Regions from separate parts of the Sus scrofa genome. Here region 2 is linked to region 1. The links are chromatin contacts, called in public HiChIP or PLAC-seq maps. All regions are on one chromosome and are shown on one strand. Each heading gives the region's core, a stretch centred on a gene start, on an enhancer-like site or on the middle of the called end of the contact. The rest is flanking DNA. Distances are from core to core; before and after follow the strand shown. Region 1 has its middle 13 kb from the start of N4BP1. Region 2 has its middle 86 kb from the start of N4BP1.

Region 1 (7,074 bases), core at 1,059-3,558:
ACAGCCGCCTTCAAAACAAAACAGCCCAAGGACAGGCATCGGCTTGGTGGGACCTCTGGGCTGAGTCACGTGGGCGGTGGAGTTTTAGACAACAAGCTTCACCGGAGTGTCTACAAGGCTCCGAGCATTCTCTAGACACGGGGTGGGAGAGAGGACAGCGATGGCTAAGGTGAGCTCTGCTTGTCTTCCTGGAGGAGAAGGAAGTTGTGATGTCTTCAGAGTGAAAGAGAGGAGCTGTCACCACCACAGGGAGAGCTGAGGGGCACTGAGAAGGCGCAGAGACCGCACTCGAGAAGGGGATTGGCTGAAGGTGCTGTGGCCGGAAGATATGCTATACAAGCTGTATAAACATCTGTGTATGTTATATGCACCGCTTTTGCAAATACTCCTTTCATGCTTAACCCTATGTGAGAAGCTGGGCTATGCACACAGCACTTCCAACAGAAAGTCTTCTGCAGGAGTTCCAATCGTGACTCAGTGGAAATGAATCTGACTAGTATCCATGAGAACGTGGGTTTGACCCCTAGCCTTGCTCAGTGGGTTATGGATCCGGTGTTGCCATGAGCTGTGGTCTAGGTTGCAGAAGCAGCTCGGATCCCGAGTTCTGATGGCTGTGGTGTAGGCGGGCAGCTGTAGCTCAGATTCGACCCCTAGCCTGGGAACCTCCATATGCTGTGGGTGTGACCCTAAAAAGACCAAGAAAAAAAGAGAGAGAGAGAGAGAGAGAGAGAGAGAGAGAGAGAGAGAGAGGAAACGTCTCCTGCAAATGATTGATGGGTTGACTCTACACAAACAATCCTGCTGAGCCCCCACAAACAACCCTGGGAGGTAGGCATCCTGCTCACTTTACAGATGAGGAAGCTGAAACTTAAGGAGGTTGAGGAACTTGTCAGAAGTCTCTACCATAAGGAAGAGGCAGGGTAGAGCTGGCTGGCACAGAGATCTGCAAAATCGAAGACTTCTCCGCAGAAGCAGAAGGGTGGAGGCCTGCTGTGGGGCCCCTCCAGCACCGGCTGGCTGAGGTCTGAGGACCTGCGCACCCTGAGATGCTATCTTGCTTTCAGGGCCGGGCAGGCTCACAGGAAGCCAGGTCTCCACCCTGTTCCTCCAGCTTCCAGAGTAAAAAATAACTTGGGCAGTTTCCGGAAGCATATGCATACTGCAGGAAGGACGTGGGATAGCAGTCAAGGTTCCCTTTGTTCTCTAAGGGGGCAAAACGCATAGCCAGCTCTCCCCAGCTCCCCTCCCCACTCTCCCATCCCCACCTCTCGCCTCCTCTCATTCTGAATTCCTGGGAGAGAATTTCCTTTGTGGCTCAGCAGTTAACGAACCCGACTAGTATCTGTGAAGATGTGGGTTCGATCCCTGGCCTTGCTCAGTGGGTTAAGGATCTGGCTTTGCTGTGAGCTGTGGTGTAGGTCGCAGACTCGGCTTGGATCCCACACTGCTGTGCCTGTGGTGTAGGCGGCCGTTGTAGCTCCGATTTGACCCCTAACCTGGGAACTTCCATATGCCGAGGGTGCGGTCCTAAAAAGCAAAGCAAAGCAAAACAAAACAAAACACAGAACTCCTGGGAGAGCTTGTACTGGAATCCCAGAGTTTTTCCTAAGTGTGGAAAGCACACCACTGACGGGATGGCAAACGATATTCATTGGGAAACAGCCAGGCTTTTAAGGAATTGTAATTGTAATGTGTTTATTTTCACGGTTCTGTTTTTGGCAAGAAATACCAGACTCCCAATCATTGTGGCAATAAAATGCTTCCCTTTTAATTGTATTTGACTTTTAAAAATGAGTTGATTTTAAGAAAAATGTTAACCGAGTAGTAACTCGGGTAGGGTGGAGATCTGGCCAGAGAAGAGGGATGAAAAGGACCCAAGTGCAGGAAATACTCAGCTCTGAACCCAGGACATCATCCTGGATGCAGGGATGGGCTCATAGCAGCAAATCTTTTTGGAAGAGCCACGTATGGGTCAAAGGGCAGCCCAGGCACCGGCAGGACAGAAGTCTTGACTCTGCCTTTCTCCGTGGGGGCCTGCATGAGCCTCCCGGCTCCCAGCCGAGTTCCCCTTTTCTGCAATGAGGAGGTTCCGGGCCCTTCCAGCCGACGACGCATTCTCATTCTTTCACTCTCCTGCCAGCCAGAGCTTAGACCAGGAGACGGTGTAACAGGAAACGATTTCACAAGCACAAGTCGCCTCGCTATCAAATATTTATCGCGCCCCTCCGCGCACGGGGTACCTCTACTCTCTCTAGGAAAGTCTTTTTATAAGCAAGGCTTTCTTGATCCAGCCTCCACAGCCCAGGGCGCCACCTGCTGTCCCCACGGCGCCAGTGCAGCCTCCGATTTTCGAGCCCCCTTCCCCGGGAGGGACAGGGAGAATCCCTGGGAAATCCGGGGACGCCGATCTTTTGGGAGGAGGTAGCGAGGCCAAAAGGGGATGCAAAGTAAATGGATCTCGGTGATGGGCAGAAAAGCCTCCCACGGATTGGAAGGGACCTCGGAGGGAACCGAAGGAAAGTGGTCAGCCGCAGCGCTGGCGTCCCGCCGTGCTTTTCTCTGACAAAAACGCTCACAACTGGCAGCTCCAGGCAACCAAGGGGACTGGATCTGCTCCCCAGCACAGCCCAGAGTGTGGAGAGAGCAACTTGGGAGCTGCATCAGAAGCTCAATAAATGGATGACGAAGCTCAGTAATTGGGACACTGCACTCTCTTTTTGCTGCTTTAAGTGGAGAGAGAGGCTATACAAGATTCAAGGTACAGAAAGGGCAATCCCCGGCCCCGTCCTCCCAACACACACAAGGAAATAGCTCCCTCAAGCTCTCTTAGCAGCCTCAGCGAGGCCTCCTCTGCTTCCAGAATGACATCTGCAGGTCAGTCGGCCTACCAACCCCCACCCCCAGAGCACCAAGCCCGCCCCCTAGTGGAAGCTAGAGCAAATGTCTCCAAATCTCCTTAAGTTTTGCAGCTGAAGGGTGGGGTGCAGTGTAGGAGCACAGACTCCCGGCCAAACGTGTTCTATCGCTTTGGTCTGGGTTGGCGGGGGCAGGGCGGGATGCATTAGAATAGGAGTGCTGTGGTCTTACCAGTAGGTTCTGGGGCGGTGGGTTTGGGGTGGGGTCCAGGAAGGCACCCTCCAATGACTCTGGCCCTCCAAAGGTGGCACACCACTGCACTGGCCAAAGGCCCTCCTTTCTCCAGGATTCTTCCAGATGCGGTGAAAAAAGACCCGTGATTGCGGGAACTTACTTTGGGAGACCTACTACCCCTGGGGCTTTATAAGAATTCTCATTCAGTGCTCACCACTGCCCTTTGAGTGGCGCCATCTCTCTGGGGAAGGGTTTTAAAGAAAGGGGAGACTAAGGCTTAGAGGATTCCTTCGCTTGCCCCAGACTCGTAAATGGCAGGGACCAGGTTGGAATTCAGCGCATTCTGATTTCCAAGCACATGTACTTTTTTTCCTATTTCCGTGACAGTGATTCTCTTGATTTATCTTATTTGGGCCTAATGATTTTAAAGTTGATTTTCAAAATAGGTGGTACAGGAATGTGGCTCAAAAATATCTAAAAAAGTGATGAAACATACTTAGTACCATTGCACAGCAATATGACTACATGTAACCCTCCTGACCCGCTGCACTGGAAAATTTAAAGATGGTGATTTTTGCTATGGTTTTTTAATCACATTAAAAAAAAAAAAAAAAGGCATTCAGGGAGTTCCTGTTGTGGCTCAGCAGTAATGAACCTGACTAGTATCCATGAGGCTGCAGGTTCCATCCCTGGCCTCTCTCAGTGGGTTAAGGATCTGGGGCATTGCCGAGAGCTGTGAGCTGTGGTGTAGGTTGCATGTTGCTGTGGCTATGCCCTAGGTTGGCAGCTGTAGCTCTGATTCGACCCCTAACCTAGGAATTTCCACATGCAGCAGGTGCAGCCCGAAAAGAAAAGGAAAGAAAAGAAAAAGGCATTCAGAGGAAGGATTCCCTCTTGCCTTTGTACCCTGTCTGTCTCGTGACCCCTCACCATGGGTAACCATTGTCATTAGTTTTATATGGATCTTTCACTTTTACTTGTTTATTTATGGCAGCACCCAAGGCATGTGGAAGTTCCCAGGCCAGGGACTGAACCTGTGCCACAGCAGTTGGATCTTTAACCTCTATGTCACCAGGGAACTCCTGGACCTTTCGTTTTTAAAAAGTACACACAGTAAATACGAATACATCTCCCCCCTCCCCTTTTGCATAAATCGGCATCTTATAACTGTATAGGATATCTTGGAGATATTTCTTTTTTTTTTAATGGAAGTTCCTGGGCTAGGGGTTGGATTGGAGCTGCAGCTGCCAACCTTTGCCCGAGCAACGCAACGCAGGATCTACAATGCAGCTTGCAGCAATATGGGATCCTTAACCCACTGAGCATGGCCAAGGATCGAACTCGCATCCTCATGGACACTATATCTGGTTTTTACCCTCTGAGCAAATTAATTTTTGAAATTAATTAAAATTTTAAAATTGAGATGTAATCAACATACAACATTATATGAGTTCCAGGTGTACAACGTAATGATTCAATAACTGTATACATTGTGACACAATCTCCCTAATAAGTCTTAGTTAACATCCATCATCTTTCATGGTTACAGAAATTTTTTTCTTTTTGTCTTTTTAGGGCCGTTCCAGGAGCATATGGACGTTCCCAGGCTAGGGGTTGACTCTTAGCTGTAGCTGCTGGCCTGTGCCACAGCCTACAACAATGTGGGATCCGAGAGGTGTCTGTAACCTGCACTACAGCCACAGCCACGCCAGATCCTTAACCCACTGAGCGTGGCCAGGGATCGAACCTGTGTCCTCATGGATTCTAATTGTGTTCATTACTACTGACTGAGCCACAATGGGAACTCCTTTTTTTTTCCTCTTGTGACAAGAATCTTTAATATCTACTCTCTTAGCAACTTTCAAATATGCAGTACAGTATTATCAACTATAGTCGCCCTGTTGTATGTTACATCTCCAGACATCTATTTTATAACTGGAAGTTTGTACCTTTTGACTCTCTTCACCCATATTCCCCACCCTTCTAACCCCCTGCTCTGTATCTACGGGTGTGTGTGTGTGTGTGTGTGTGTGTGTTTGTGTGTGTGTTTTAGATTTCAATAAATGAGATCATGCAGTATTTGTTTTTCTCTGACTCATTTCCCTGAGCATAACACCCTCAAGGTCCACTCAGGTTGTCACAAATGGCAGGATTTCCTTCTTTTTTTATGATCAAATAGTATTCCATTGTGTGTGTGTACACACACACACACACACACACACACACACACACCACATCTCCTTTATCCATTCATCCATGGACACTTAGTGTCTCCACGTCTTGGCTGTTGCATAATGCTGCCTCTCCTTCTGTTTGTCAGCTGCTGTAGTACCTCACTGCACAGAGACCATAGTTTCCATAGTTTTGATCACCACTGCCCTGCTGATGGGCTTTAGGTTTGTTTCCAGTCTTTCCGTTTTTTTTTTTTTTTTTTTTAAATAGCTGCACTGGCAGAGCCTCCTTGCCTGCTGGCTCGCAACTCTCACAAGTGTCCTATCTTAATAAATCTATTTCTTGCCTATCGGAAAAAAAAAAAAAAGGCTGCACCTGTAGTACGTGGAAGTTCCCTGGCCAAGGATTGAATCTGAGCTGCAACAACACTGGATGATCCTTTAACCTACTTTCCCAAGCTGGGGATTGAACCCGTGCCTTTGCAGTGGCTCCAGTGGGATTCTTAACCCACTGCGCCACAGTGGGAACCTTCTGTTTCGAGGCTCTTGAAGACAGGTTGTTAACGAACCCCCAAAGGCGCCCTCTCAAGATAGCCAGAGTTTAAACTCTGACCTCAAACTAAAATGTGTTGTTTCAAGCCTCTCGAAAATGGACGGACTCATGTTCAAGACCAGCCCCCTTCCCTCAGTGAATCCCGTGCTGCTTTTCTCCAGTGTTAGAATGGATCACGCACCGTATGGAGTAGCAGGTGTGTGTGTGTCGGGGCCTTGTGGTCCAAATCAGTGCTTTACACATTGCGGTCACTCACGTCTCGGTCAGCTCACACCATGAGAGCCTTTTGGCACAGGGAGCCCAGCCAATTCACAGCCCCCAACTCATGCCCCTCTGGGCTCGTTGAGTGTGTTGGGGGTGGAGTCACTCAAGATATTAAGTTTTCCTGGGAGGAGGATACATACAAATGAATTAATATAAGTTGCAGGTGTGGGGATGCTGGGTGCTGCCTCTGGCTGTGCTACTACACAGCGGAGGTCACTTGTCATGGGTGCTCTGATGGCTGCATTAGCATTTTCTCCCACTGTCCCTCACTAAACTGTGAACTCCGGGAAGCCCAAGGTGGAGACTTCATTGTCCCTGCAATTCTCACAGCCTTGGAGGTATGAACCCCCTAACCCCCCCTACACCACCCATCCCCCTTCGATGCTGAGCGTTGATCACCTGCCAGGGCCTTGCTCGGCACCTTAGTCAATTACCTCACTTAATCCGTGTATTGATTCCCTGTAGTAGGTGCTATTGTTATTCTCAGGTTTGGGGTGAAGAATATGAGGCACAGAGAGGCCAGGCAACCTGTTCAAGCCACACAGCTTCTAAGTGGCAGGACTGAGATGGTGAGCCTGGTGGTTTGGTCCCAGAATCTGCCCTCTTCGCCGCTCTGCTCTGCTGCCTCGTGGCCTTGTCTCTTTGTCCTGGAAAGTGAGGGAGGTCAGCTATTTACCTTAACCTGCACTTTAGCCAAAGTGGGATCTGGGTCTCTTCGCCAGGACTCACTGTCCCCTTTGGCTGAAGTGAAGGCGAAGCGCCTGGAGACCCTTCCTCCTTCCTTTCTACTGCTTAGCTGTTTTGGCTGTGGGGCCGTGTCCTGATGTTTTTGTTTCTCCTCCATAAAACAGGGACAGTGGTGCTGATTGCATGGGGCTGTCCTGAGGGCTCAGTGAATCAGCACTCATAAGGAGCTGACACATCACCAACACTCAGGGCGTGTATGCTGCTTCCATCAGCCAGGCCATGGAGTTGGTCTTTTAGGCTCTTGGTACT
Region 2 (6,632 bases), core at 1,711-4,210, 98 kb before region 1:
GCCTTCTGGCCTGCAGAGTTTCTGAGGAAAAAACTTCTCAGCCTCATGGCTGGGCAAGTCATTTAGCCTCAGTGAGCCTATTTCTCATCTGTGTAATGGGCATGATATCAGCCCCCCTCCAGGGCTGCTAACAATAACCCTTTGCCTCAATGCCCGACACTGGGGCAACTTTCCTCATGATTCATTTTGTTATTAATAAGAACCCTTTGTAAGCTCTGAATGCTAGGCGTTTTATTAATAATCAACTTTGGGCCATGAACTTGAGTCATTTAGGAAGGAAGTCTGGGAGAGGACATTGCTGGGGGCGGGGGGTGGGGGGTTGGGGGTGGCCCTAGTCTGGCTGCATCCTTTTTCCTCTTCTCTGCTGGTCTGGGAAATCAGCCAGTATGAGGAGGATCTGTCAGAATGAAAGAAGTTCCTCCTCTGAAAGGAAGGCACACGTCTGGCAAATCCCAACTGATGGATGTTGTATAATGGATGAGACTGGTTCTCAGAACCTTCAAGGTCATCAAAAACAAGGGAAGTCCGAGAAATTGTCACCACCAAGGGGAACCTAAGGAAATATGACAAATCCTGGGTGGGATCCTGGAACAAGAAGAAGACTTGGGGAAAACTAAGGAAATCTGAGAAACGTAAAGGCTTTAGTTAATAATGTGTCAGTGTTGGTTCATTGGTTATAACTAATGTGCCCTACGTACTTGAGATGTTAACAATACGAGGAGAAATCGCGTGCGGGGTGTATGGACTGAGTATTTGTGACCTTCCCAACTTTGTATGTTGCAATCCTAACCCCGAATGTGATGCTGTTAGAAGGTGGGAGCCTTTGGGGTGATGAGGTCATGAGGGTGGAGCCTTCCTGAATGGGATTAGGGTCCTTATAAGAAGAGACCCAGGAGTTCCGGTCGTGGCTCAGCAGAAACGAATCTGACTAGCATCCATGAGGATGCAGGTTCCATCCCTGCCCTCGCTCAGTGGGTTAAGGATCGGGTGTTGCCATGAGCCATGGTGTAGGGCGCAGACTGGGCTCAGATCTGACATTGCTGTGGTGTAGGCCAGCGGCTATAGCTCCGATTCAGCCCCTAGCCTAGGAACCTCCATGTGCCACAGGGGTGGCCCTAAGAAGCAAAAAAAAAAAAAAAAAGACAGCTTGTTTATGGTCTCTGCTCTGGGAGGATGCAAGGGGAACCCAGCACAAAGAGCACCCTCACCAGACACCAGATCTGCTGGTACCTTGATCTTGGACTTCCCAGCCTCTACTATGAGAAATAAATGTTTATTGAAGCCACCCGTTCTGTGGTATTTTTGTCACAGCAGCCCACACTACGACAGGGCCACGTGTGGGAATGCTCTGCAATATTTTTGCATGTTTTCTGAATATCTAAATCTATTTTTAAATTATTTACTTTTAAAAATGGCCAGTTGTTAAACGCATGAAAAGGTTGTCACAGAAATGGTGATTCTCTCCGGGAGGGTGGGAACTCAGATATTTTTATTTTCTTCCGTATTCTTTTGGGTATTTTTTGGTATCTGTTACAATAAAATTTTAAAATTTAAAGAAAGGAAGGAAGGGGAGGGAGCAAGGGAAGAAGGCAGAGAAGGAGAGAGAGGGAAGGAGGGATGGAGGAAGGAAGAGAGGAAAGAAAGAAGGAGGAAAGGCAGGGAGGACAGAGGGAGGGAAGGATAGAAGGGAGGAAAAAAAAGGAGGAAGGAAGAAGGAAATCTAAAGCCTACGAGGTACCACAGGGTGAATCTGTTTGAGGGGAGGGAAGAATTGGGAGGGTGAGAATAACACGACTGTATGAAATAGATGATTAATAAGAACCTGGCGTATAGGCGTTCCTGTTGTGGCTCAGTGGTTAACAAACCTGATTAGCATCCATGAGGATGCGGGTTTGATCCCTGGCCTTGCTCAGTGGGTTAAGGATCCGGTGTTGCCGTGAGCTGTGGTGTAGGTCACAGATGCAACTCGGATCCCACATTGCTGTGGCTGTGGTGTAGGCTGGCGGCTTCAGCTCTGTTTGAACCCCTAGCCTGGGAACCTCTATATGCCACAGGTGCAGCCCTAAAAAGCAAAAAAAAAAAAAAAAAAAAAAAAAAAAATCCCTACTGTATAGCATAGGAAAATCTTTGTAAAAAAGAATGGCTCTATTTGTATGTATGACTGATTTGCTTTGCTGTACACCTGAAATGAATACAACATTGTAAGTCAACTCCACTCCAATAACATTAAATTTTAAAAATAAAGCATACGGGGCAAGTTGCCGCCAGCTAGCTCAGCCATCAACTGTCTCGGGGTGAGATGCAGGGAGGCCTGGGCCCCTTCCTGCCAGATGATTCCAGAGGTACGGAGGCATCTCAGCCATCCCCCAAGACCTGGGTTCCTCTCACACCCCCATGCAGGTTTGCCCCGGGAGCCTGATGAGGCCTTAAGCTCCAGCATCTCCATCCCAACTACAGCAACACCTTGGGCATCTCCTTCACCTTCCCTGGGAAAGCTGCGGGGGGCTGGGGGTCCACCTGGCACAGGGGGATGACTCAGAGGTGCTGAGAGGACCAAACAATCCATCGCCCTGGCCCGAGGCTTTTTGTTTCCCTAAAGCCCTCTCCCAGCCAGTGACTCACCCCCCAACCCCCACCGCCCTAGACCAGCTGCTCAGAGCTGCGTCACCAACTGTTGAGGGGGAGGGGGCGTCTGGCATCCAGGTCCAGACAAGCCAGGCTCCCCCCTGCCCCTGCTCTGAGAAGCCCCAAGTTCTTCCTGAGTTTTGGGCAGATTCCCAGAGGCCTTGCTTTCTCGTGGTTGGTTTTGGCCTTTGCTCTTTCTTCTATGTCTGCTGTCTCTGTTCTGCCCTTTGCCCGTTTCTTTCTTTTTTTTTTTTCTTTTTGGTCTTGCCCATGTGGCATGCGGAAGTTCCCTATCCAGGGTTCAAAAATGCACCACAAGCTACTGCCGTGACGACACTGGATCCTTAACCCACTGAGCCACAAGGGGACTCCCACCCTTTGTCGGTTTCTATTTCAAAAGATAAAAAGCTATTCTCACCCAGGGTTCAGGAGTGAGAGCTCGTCCGAGGCATCAAGCGAAAGGGTCACACATGGGCCACACACCAAACCCTTAAAATAGTCAAGGGCCTTCCTGGCCCTCTCCCAGCTCCTCCCCTGGGCTGCCTCCACAGCTGGGCTTTCCCCCTCCCTCTGTAGGCCAGGAGGCTCTCCGGAGTCCCTGTTCCCCTACTTACCATCCAGACCTCTCAAAATGCACCCCAGACAGCCCGGCTGCTGGTTTGACAGGAGCCGCTGTCTGCTGGAGGCAGGTGCGTTTTACTTAAGCGTTTGTACTAAAGGGGACATCAACAGCGTGAACGGTGCACACAACGTATTGTATCACCCGAACATATCCATGTCACTTGCACTCTGACCAAAAATGGAGTGCAGCTGGCACCTAGAAGCCCCCTCCTGCCCTCCTTCCCCAAGGAGACCACCCTCTTGACTCCCAGTGGCACAGAGGGATTTCTCCTGGATCTATTCTTCAGTGGCTTCACCTGGTATGCGCTTCTTTGCATCTGACCTCTTCTCAACATCCTGTTCCTTGTGCGGGGCCATAGATCTTTATTCTCATTGCTGCAGAGTATACCATTATGTAACTATATCACAATTTATTCTAGTTTTGTTTTGTTTTGTTTTTGGCCATGCCCACAGCATTCGGAAGTTCCCAGGCCAGGGATGGAACTTTGGCCACAGCTTCGACCCAGGCCACAGCTGAGACAACCCCAGCTCCTTAACCCCCAGAGTGAGTGGGGAACTCCAGTTTATTCTACCCTTGATGGGCACTGGGGCTGTTTCCAGGTTGGGGCTGTTACTTATAGCATCGCCATGAAAGGTCACATGTGTGTCTTTGGGTGGATTTCCACTGGGAGTGGGATAGCTGGGTCCTAGGAGATGCACCTGTTTCCAAACAGTTTTCCAAAGTGGTTGTAACAATTTGCACTGCCGTCATGGATTTATGGCCAAGAGTTCCAGTTGCTCCCCACCCTCACCAGCACTTGATATTTTTCCTTTCATTTCAGCTTTTCTGTTGTATATAGCTGAGGTATGTTTAAAGAAAATTTTTTTAATACCATTTGACTATTTTTACCCATTTTGCTTACCCACACACCCCACCTCTGGGAGCCACTAATCTGTTCTCTGTATCTATGAGTCGGTTGTGCTTTTTTAAGATTCCACGTAGAAGTGAGGTCATACAGTGTTTGTCCTTTTCTGTCTGACTTATCTCACTTAACATAATGCACGCCCTCATTGTCCATCTCTGTGGTCACAAATAGCAGGATTTCCTTCTTTCTCATGGCTGAATAATGTTCCATTGTGTGTGTGTGTGTATACACACATATTTATTTATTCGTGTATTTACTTATTTTTATTTTTATATTCAGGGCCACGCTTGCAGCATATGGAAGTTCCCAGGCTAGGGGTCGAATCAGAGCTGCAGCTGCCAGCCTACGCCACAGCCCCAGCAATGTGGGATCGAAGCCGCATCTTCAACCCATGCCAGTGCTTGCAGTAACGTCGGATCCTTAACCCACTGAGCAAGGCCAGGGATTGAACCCATATCCTCATGGATACTAGTCAGGTTCCTAACCTGCTGAACCACAATGGGAACTCCCACACACATATATATTTAGATGCACACATCTTTTTTATCCATTTACCCACTTAGCACTTAGGTTGCTTCCATGTCTTGGCTATTGTAAATCACGCTGATATCTGTGGTTTTAAATAGCAAACGGTATTTTTTCCATTAAACAACACAAGAGCAACCCCAGAGTAAGCGCTAATGATTTACGGGCATTATTGTCAGTATTGGTATTAGGAGGAAGACTGTACTTGCCGTGGCTCGTGTGGTCTGGCCCCTGCCTCGCACGCCCCTCGCTGTGAGGTCCCAGCTCTGCCCGTGACCTCCCTGACCCTTTTCTATTGTCTCTCTGTGCCATCGTCCCTCCTGCTTTACTTTGCTACAGTCGTCCCCTCTCCACCTCCTGGTGAGTCCTCTCACCCTTCAGATCGCTGGTTACATGTGGTTTCTTCAGGATCCTTCCATGCCCCCGAGGAGATCAGGTCCTGTATTGTCCATCCTCAGGCATGCTGGTACTTTTCTTTCTTTTTTTAATCATTTTAGGGCCGCACCCATGGCATGTGGAGGTTCTCAGGCTAGGGGTCTAATCAGAGAGTTGCTGGTCTCCACCACAGCCACAGCAACGCCAGATCCAATCTGCATCTGCGACCTACACCACAGCTCACGGCAACGCTGGATCCTTAACACTTGCAATTTTCACTTCTGCGTGTGCTTTTCTTTTCTTTTTTTAGGGCCACACCTTCAGCATATGGAGGTTCCCAGGCTAGGGGTCGAATCAGAGCTTTAGCTGCCAGTCTACACCACAGCCACAGCAACAGGGGATCTGAGCCACATCTCCAACCTACACCACAGCTCAGGGCAATGCCAGATTCTTAACCCACTGAGTGAGACCAGGGATTGAACCTTCTTCCTCATGGATACTGGTTGGGTTCGTTAACCATGGAGCCACAACGGCAACTCCTGCATGTGCTTTTCTGATTGTCTCTTGCCTCCACCAGACTGGAGGCTTCAGGAGAGAAGAGACTGCATGTGGTTCTGTTTTCTGCTTTATCCCAGTCCAGAGCCCAGGGCCTGGCACAAAAATGGCTCTCATATCAACTGGGATTGGGTGTAACGATGAGTGACAGAAAACCCAGAGTAATAGTGACTTGCAGAAATACACATTTTTATTTATTTATTTATTTATTTTTAAGATTTTTATTTTTTTCCATTATGGTTGATTTACAAAGTTCTGTCAAGGACGATTTTTTTTTTTTTGGTCTTTTTTCTTTATAGGGTTGCACCTGCGGCATATGGAGGTTCCCAGGCTAGGGGTCTGATCAGAACTGTTGCTACTGGCCTACACCACAGCCACAGCAATGCCAGATCCTGGCCGCATCTTCGACCACACCACAGCTCACAGCAATGCCAGATCCTTAACCCACTGAGCGAGGTCAGGGGTCGAACCCACAACCTCACGGTTCCTAGTCGGATTTGCTTCTGCTGCGCCACAACGGGAACTTCCAAAGTTCTGTCAATACATTTATTTTTGTCTTATGTGAACAAGGGCCACTGATGGGGAGTCCCATTGCTTATACCATAATTATCGAGTGGGAACCCCCATGATGAACAGGACCCCAGGCATCTTCTGCTTTGACTTCCATGCCATGGTCCATGATGGCTGCTCTAGACATCATTGCCAAATTCTAGCCAGCAAGGAAGAGGGAACCCAAATCATGCTTCTTTGTAAGGCTTCCCCAAAGTTCACATACTGCGAGTCCCTGCTGTGGCTCAGTAGGTTAAGGACCTGACATTGTCTCCATGAGGATGCGGGTTTGATCCCTGGCCTCTCTCAGTGGGTTAAGGATCCAGCATTGCCTCAAGGCATAGTGTAGGTCTCAGATTGGGTTGGATTTGGTGTTGCTGTGGTTATGGTGTAGGCCTGCACCTGCAGCTCCAACTCAACCCCTAGTCTGGGAAGTTCCACATGCCTCAGAGATAGCCATAGGAAAAAAAAAATGAA

The links. HiChIP or PLAC-seq counts read pairs in DNA pulled down with a chosen protein or histone mark.
Region 2: a contact with region 1 is called in an H3K27ac HiChIP or PLAC-seq map of alveolar macrophages. The contact joins two enhancer-like sites. A contact is called at or near these places in 1 of 5 promoter capture datasets (liver), 14 of 47 Hi-C or Micro-C datasets (alveolar macrophages, blood, embryonic fibroblasts and 6 more) and 2 of 2 datasets of contacts at active chromatin or transcription factors (alveolar macrophages and skeletal muscle).

Annotation. Positions count from the first base shown.
Region 1 is chr6:36,106,060-36,113,133 of Sscrofa11.1, reverse strand. No RefSeq gene overlaps it. Among named protein-coding and RNA genes, the nearest start is that of N4BP1, 13 kb to the left of the region's middle. Within about 2 kb of position 2,308, at least 47 of the 83 cell types and tissues checked have an H3K27ac peak or open chromatin away from gene starts, as enhancers often do. A contact at or near this core is called in alveolar macrophages and retroperitoneal adipose tissue, where this site is marked.
Region 2 is chr6:36,204,764-36,211,395 of Sscrofa11.1, reverse strand. No RefSeq gene overlaps it. Among named protein-coding and RNA genes, the nearest start is that of N4BP1, 86 kb to the right of the region's middle. Within about 2 kb of position 2,960, at least 14 of the 83 cell types and tissues checked have an H3K27ac peak or open chromatin away from gene starts, as enhancers often do. A contact at or near this core is called in alveolar macrophages and retroperitoneal adipose tissue, where this site is marked.